2 separate regions of the Mus musculus genome follow, and region 2 is linked to region 1. A link is a contact called in public HiChIP or PLAC-seq data. All regions are on one chromosome and are shown on one strand. The core of a region is the stretch at or near the end of the contact, and the rest is flanking DNA. Distances in the headings are between cores, read along the strand shown. Region 1 holds the start of Chrd (chordin). Region 2 overlaps Gm16863 (predicted gene, 16863).

Region 1 (3,471 bases), core at 250-2,749:
CTTTACTACTCCTAGTCCTTGCCCTTTTCCCGGTCTCACCGCTGGTAGGAGACAGAGAAGCGTAAACTTGAGCGCAGCAAAGAGACTCGAGCACGAGCTACCGCCTGCGACCTCGGTCCTGTCAGCAGCGCCACAAAGTCTTCGAGAAGAGAAGATGGCCTGAGCACTGTCAAGCCTTGCCGCGGGACTCAAACTTCATCAGGCCCACCTCCACCCCAGCCTACCTGTGTGGCCATCAGCACGGGTCCGCTCCCCAACGCCGGGTTCCCCTCGATCACTGTAACTGCGATGCTCTGGATCCCTTGGATACTCGAAGACCAGGCCAGCGGGCTGTGGATCTAGATTGCTGCGCTCTGCATCCGGGGTAAGGAATAAGACGGCTGGCTTCAGAAAGGTACCAGGAGGACCAGTCCTCCTCCGCGATGCAAGTCGTACAGGACCTAGTGTAGAGCCTTCCACCCTCCTAACTCCGGGCACAGCGGGCCTCACCCTGCGGGCAGGTCTGGCAGCAGTGTCCTGGCAGCTGGCGCGGCTGCCTGCAGGCCAGGGTGGGGCACTGAGGTTTGATGTTCTTGCAGCTGACCCTGCCAGGACCCCTCCCACGGCGAGCCCACTGAGGCTGATGGCAGAGAACATAGGAAAATTAAGGGAATGAAACCATCAGACCCCAGGGCTGCAGACAGTCAATTCTGCTATTTACAAGTTACATGGCCCGTCCAAAGTTTCTTAACTTCTCTGAGCCTCGGCGTCCCTGTCTGCAAAGTAGAACTAATAATGTCATTTATCTAGCAATACTGTAACGGGAGGGGGGAAGTTGGCTAAAAGCCAGTCACATTGTGGGCGATCAATAACTGTCAACACCGCAGACTTGAAAGCGGTTTCCTCCGATTTGCGGACCAGCCTTCCCCTGAGCATCTCCGAGTCTACTACTTAGGACACCAGCGTTCCGCTACCCTCTAGAGTAGGGCAGGCAGCTGCGTTATCCACTCACCGCTTCACAGGCGCACAGCACGCAGCGCATCACCCCAAAAGGCTCCCCCAGGTCCGGGTGCCACGTCTCGTCCAAGGCATAGACCTTCCCGCCGAAGGAGCAGCCTGCGGGGACGGGCTTGGCTGGCGGCCGCTGTCCGGTTGCTCGTGCCGTAATGCCTGCTCCGGGCTCTGCCCGCCAGGCCCATGGTCCCTTGGCACCGTGCACCTCGCCGCCTCTGCTTTCCCCTCCCACCCTCCCGCTGCGCGAAGCCACCTGCGCCCGGGGCCCTCTCCCTGTGGATGTAGACTTGCCAGGAGTCAGACTCCCCTCCCGCACCTCCCCCTGGAGCCCACCTACCTGCCGCTCCCCGGACAGGCAGCGGCTCCTTCTCGGAACGGATGGGCAGTGCTGGGGGCTCAGGGCCAGTGCCACTGGCCGGCCGCGAGCCGAGCAGCAGCAGCCCGAGGAGCAGCCGCGGGGCCGGCGGGGCCGGGAGGCTCGGCATGACGCGGAGCAGACAGCTGGGGAGGCGGGCGGGAGGAGGGAGCAGGAGAGGGAGTAGGGCCGGACCGGAGGCGGGCCGGCAGGAGGGGGCCGGGGCCAGGAGGGGGGCAGTGGCGAGGGGCTCGTCTCACAGTCGCCTGGTCGGCTCCCGGCCGGGCGGGGCGGGAGAGAGCGGGCGGAGGGGCGCTGACCCGGGCCGTACTCCACTTTAGTGCCCTAGGCGCCGGCTCTGGCCCGTTTTATGCCCGCGCCAGGCGTCCGGGCCCGGGGCCTCCTCTTCAGCAAACGGGGCGCGGCGGCGGCTCCACAAGGAGCCCGGCTGAGCCCGGGGGGTCCGGCCCAGCAGCAGCGGCCGGATCGCGAGTGGGGGAGGGGGACAGGCTGGGACCCGGCAGGGGAGGAGGGAGGGACTGGAGGAGGGGGGAGCGGAGTGGGTAGGGGGAAGGGAGGAACTAGGGGGCGCAAAGAGGGAGAGGAGAGGCGGGCCTCGACACCCCCACACACGCTCCTTGCGACCACCCCTGGAGGTGGTGTCCACCCCAAGACCAGAGGCTCAGGCTAGTGAAGGGCAGAGGCTGAGCCTCGGGCCTGTGGCACTCTTGAACGAGATGGGCCGCTGGAGGATGAGGACTTGTCTTTGAAAATGACACCGATCCACCCCTACCTAGGACCCACAGCACCCCCTTCCTTTCACTCTGGCTGTATTCCTATTTCCCTTCTAAGGTCTCTCCTCTTTCTTCACTTCCCAGGGACAGGAACCTAGCCTGTGCTTCCCAGAATCAAGCAGTGCTTCCCTGAGTGGAGTCATAATTCACCAGCACCCCAACCTGCTCTCAAGTCCATCCAACTACCACCTCTGGCTCTCTCATGCTTTTCCTTCATCCAAGAGATGACCCTCTTCCTCTCCAGCTCAGTCCCCACCTCCTTTGTCCTGCTTTTCTAGACAAGCCTCCCCATCCTACACACACACACACACACACACACACACACACACACACACACACACGCGCGCGCGCGCGCGCGCGCGCGCGCACCGTTCTTCCCACTATCCCAGCACTAGGCTTCCTAATCTTAGAAGGCATCTCTTATTCAACTGGAGAATTCCGGGATCCAGGCCATACGCCTCAGTAGATAGCCCATCCTCTCTGAGGCGCAGAGAAAGCCTGAGGAAGACAAGGGAGAGAGGACAGGGTCAGGCCACAAGGTCCCTGAGGACAGAGACTGTGGGGAGACAGGGACTGGGGAGAAAGCACAGGAGCTAGAGCCAGGGCCAAAGGAAGAGAGGAGCCAGCAAAGAGGTATTTGTGGGGGAGGCTCGGCAGCTGTCCTTCCTAAGACAGGGACAGATGGGCCTGGTTATTTCTCTTGTCACATGTATAGTGGTAGGACTAGAAGAGGATCATTGAGCAATCAAGGGCAGGCTTGCCCACAGAGCTGAGGGGGTTTAGCGCTCCAGGTCCCTGTACCCCTAGTAGAAAGACTGAGCCCAGTCAATCTGTCTGTCTGTCTGTTTGTCTGTCTGTCTGTCTGTTTTAAATAAGATCTCATTATGCAGCCCTGGCTCACTAGGTAGACCAGGCTAGCCTTAAACTCTCTGAGATCCACCTACCTCTGCCTCCCAAGTGCTGAGAATCAAGACATGCTCTGGGCTCAATCTTTTGGAACTCACTCTGTAGACCAGGCTGGCCTCGTACTCAGAAATCCACCTGCCTCTGCCTCCCAAGCGCTAGAATTAAAGGAGTGTGCCACCACTGCCCAGCTCTGGGCTCTTTTTTTTTTTTTTTGTTTTTGTTTTTTTTTATTTATTTATTTTTATTATATGTAAGTACACTGTAGCTGTCTTCAGACACTCCAGGAGAGTCAGATCTCGATGGTTGTGAGCCACCATGTGGTTGCTGGTATTTGAACTTCGGAAGAGCAGACGGGTGCTCTTACCCACTGAGCCATCTCACCAGCCCCTCTGGGCTCAATCTTAACCAAACACATATCCCTTT
Region 2 (3,574 bases), core at 626-3,125, 510 kb before region 1:
CTGGCGGCTCCCACGCCCGCGCCTGCTGCCGGGCTCTGGCCTCTGCCTGGGCACCGGCTCCTTGCCCGCTTAAGGTTCGAGCACCTGCCGGGAGGCGCGGGAAGCGCTCGCCCGGGTACGGTGCACCCTCCCTGGCTGGGCCCGCTGCCCGGTGCTCGCAGCGCTCCTGAATATGGGACGGCTTGATTGACCTTGGCAAGAGGCAGCCAAGCTCCCAGAGGCTTGCCCTCCCCATCCCCTCTCGGCGCTGGCGCCAGAGCTCTGGTTTCTTCCGCCACTACCTCTAGCGTGCGCCCAGACAGGATTTTGGGGAGGGGTCTTGGGAGGAGCCAAATCCGACCCCCCATTGCGTCCTGGCTGGCCCGAGATGAGCTAGTGTGAGCGTCTTCCTGCAAATTAAGTCGTCTCGGCACTCTCCATCCGGAGGGCACTGGGGCAGCAGTCGATGTCTCGGCGGACCCGCTGCTTCCTGAACCAATCCAAGCCAGCTCAGGGTCAAGAGGGGGGTGACAATTGGGCCCCTCACTAACTTGAATCTAGCTAGCTTCCAAAGGTTTCCAAGAAACCCTTCTCTTCTGCCCCATCAGCACAAACAGCCAGAGAACAGATCCAGTTCAGTGGTGCTATTTCTTCGGAGACGTCGGTGGTCCTTAGACAACGCCATCTCTCTGTTTTCCCACGTGTGAATCTGGGCAACAGTATTGTCTTGTTTGTTTGCCTGGCTGGCTTTCCTGAAGATCCACTAAGCACCCTCAAAGCACACCGCGGGGCCTTCGTATCCTCATCCAAAGGGCTTGGAGAACTCTGGGACAGTTCCCACCGCTTAACAAACGTTGCCTGTGTCTGTCGTTTTCTGTTAAAAGAACTTGAAGCCCTCGCCCTTTGATAGAAGGGGGATGAGAGAATGTAATATGCTTTAACGACTGAGATGAAGAATTTTGGAATATAATTGTATTCTGGGGAAGGGGTGGGGGAATCCTAAACTCCCAGATTTTCTCAGGAAACAAAACTCAAATGAAAGACCGGTTCCCAATGTCTGCTGTTTTACAAGCAATGTGGTTTGTTGTTGCTTAATTACAATCAGACCCATTTTATAGAGGGAACTGAGGCCTGTAAAGTAATGCTCCAAGATTACAGACTTCTAGAAACAATGGCGTTAGTGACAAAATCCACTCCTTGGCATCCTACGTTCTGTGCTTTCCTTCCGGCCTCTGAGCTGCCGTCGGGCATGCCTATTTTGCGCGCGTTGCCCTTTCTGTGTTTTCTCCTGTGCTTTATCGCTTTCTCCTTGGTACTGGTGATTAAAAAGTAAAAAAAGAACCAAAAAGTGTATGGCCTGCGTTACTGTGCTGAAGGAAACGGAATGGGGAGTGTTTAAACTGTCCCTGGGTTCAAAATAGGCAGGTTGTGGTGGGGGAGAAGGAGCCTGGGGGCCCAAGCAGGGAAAGTGAGATTCCAGCAGCTGGAGCCAATGAGTGTCTTCATAAGCCCTCAGATCCCCTCTGGCTGTAACCAGGAGAGCCTCAACACAAGCCCTTAAAACCCGGAACGGGGACAAATGTCACTCTCCTAAACATTGCACACTTGAGACCCTAGTCAGCTCCCAAAGTGTCCAGCTAGGGGCTTTGGGCAGGATGCTTGGCCCACAGGTGGCCCAGCACTAGGGTTGTGCCCTAGTGTGAGTAGATGTCTGGCAGACAGGGCACCTCCACGGAAGACAGACAGGCATTCAGAGGGTAAGGCTGGGAGACAAAGGTGGGGAGGAAGCGCTAAAATGGACATGGAACCCGGGGGGAGAGGCGGACAAGGGAACCATTCAGAGGGCCAGAGAGCAAAGGGAGGCCTCTAGGGAGAAAGGAGAGACAGATAGCAGGGAGAAAAGAGACAGGCAGGCAGGCAGAGGCAGGGGAGGAGGAGAGAGAAGCCAAGGGGAAGAGTGTGGAGGGGTAGCGAACTCAGGTCGAAACTCAGACCCGCGAACCGGGAAAAGAGAGCAGAGAAGCAGGGAGAGAGGGCCGCAGCAGAAAGGAAGGGTGCGGGGGAGGGGAGCGTAGCCGAGGGAGAGCGCAGGGAGGCGGGGGCCGTGAAGGATCGGGAGGGGAAGGGCGAGGGAGAGACGCCCAGGAGAGCTGAGGGGCCTGGCGGTGGGACTGCGTGCTAAGCCTTTCTCGGTTTTTGGGGGGGTGGGCGGCGGATCTCCGCCGAGATAACCCAGCCAAGCCCCCTGCTCCCCGTCCCAGCGAGGGGCCGCAGCTGTATAAATACCGGGGGTGGGGGAGCCGGGCTGCTGCCCAGGGGTCAGCGACACCGGAGAAGGCTTTGCTGTCATTAGCTAATTGAGCCCCAGATGTTAAGAAAAGGTTACATCCTCCTCCGGAGAGTTTTTCTTTTTAAACACTTTACACAGAGTCCCCGGCCAAAAATGTCCAGGAGGACGCTTCCCGCTCGGGCCTCCGCTCCCTCCCTGTGCAGCTTGTCGCGGGGGAATCCCAGTGGCCTGCCCGGAGGAGGGGCGGGGACCACCGGCGGCGGAGCCAGCCCGAGGGCCCGAGAGAAGGCGACGGGGAGCGGGGACCCAGGGAGCCCGGCTCGCGGACTCCTAATCCCACTGAAGGCTGCAGATCAAAGGCGCTGGTGCGCTCCCAGGGCGGGTGGGGGTGGGGCAGGAGGGCCAGCGGCCAAGCCGGGCTTCCAGGCTGAGGCTTCCAGGCCCAGGACTCAGACTGTCACTAGGGTGAGCTGGCCGGGCTGCCTCTAGCGCCTCTCAGAAAGTCGTCAAAGCGCCCCCACAGGGCTTTCACGGAACAGAAAAAGGGGGTGTGGTGCCTGTCTTGCAGAGAACAGAGCTATACATAAACCAGGCACTTGACAAGTATTCTTTCAATTAATCCTCACAGTAATCGAATGCTTTTAAAATCTTTATTATTCTTAGTTCATAAAAGAGGGAACAGAGTCCCAAAAGGTTAATAAAACTTTTGTCCTAGAACACTCACTTGCGTGGACAGAGCTGGAATTCAACTCAAGTACTCAGGGACACCTCCAGTTCTACAAACCCAGCCCCTTCCCTCTTCTTTCCCATCCCCTTGTTTTGTCCTTCCAATCCCCCTAGGCATCACAAGAAGCGAGCCACCCACCTGTGGCTCTGGCTCGTGGGGGAGGGAAGAGAGTGCGGTGCCAAGGGCGTGCCCATCGTGGCAACAGCTACAGGCTAAATGTGAAGGATGGGGCTGGGCAAACATGTGCCCGGGTTGAATCGCAGCTGAAAGAATGTTCATGCTCCCCCTCCCCAGAGGTGGGGCTCTCTTCTCAGAATAGAACCAAGCAAGTTGGAGCTGGAAGGGGCCTTCAAGAAGATGGGAGTCACCCTTCTTGTATGACAGATGTGGAAGCTGAGACCCAGGCAGTAAGTCCCACCCCACCCCATGCTGGGGGTGAGAGCAGACCCAGAGCGGTGGGACCAACACCCAAGGGAGGGTTTCCATCCCACTGTAGATATAAGGGAATGGAAACTGAGGTAGAGATTAAAATCAGAAAGGACCCAAGCTGGGGAAATCCATCCTACACCTTCAGGAAT

Evidence for each region. HiChIP or PLAC-seq counts read pairs in DNA pulled down with a chosen protein or histone mark.
Region 2: a FOXA1 HiChIP or PLAC-seq map of pancreatic cancer cells shows a contact between it and region 1. The contact joins the enhancer-like site here to the promoter of Chrd in region 1. A contact is called at or near these places in 4 of 39 promoter capture datasets (all in embryonic stem cells), 2 of 484 Hi-C or Micro-C datasets (both in embryonic stem cells) and 4 of 115 datasets of contacts at active chromatin or transcription factors (embryonic stem cells and pancreatic cancer cells).

The regions. Positions count from the first base shown.
Region 1 is chr16:20,731,155-20,734,625 of GRCm38.p6, reverse strand. It overlaps Chrd (chordin), which reads right to left and starts at 1,499. Exons shown (of 23, transcript NM_009893.2): 1 at 1,331-1,499; 2 at 992-1,095; 3 at 490-619; 4 at 225-353; 5 at 40-139. The coding sequence starts at 1,478. It also overlaps a transcript of Thpo not described here.
Region 2 is chr16:21,245,247-21,248,820 of GRCm38.p6, reverse strand. It overlaps Gm16863 (predicted gene, 16863), which reads left to right. Exons shown (of 5, transcript NR_046162.1): 5 at 1-1,322. Among named protein-coding and RNA genes, the nearest start is that of Mir7680, 9.0 kb to the left of the region's middle. Within about 2 kb of position 1,875, at least 140 of the 459 cell types and tissues checked have an H3K27ac peak or open chromatin away from gene starts, as enhancers often do. A contact at or near this core is called in pancreatic cancer cells, where this site is marked.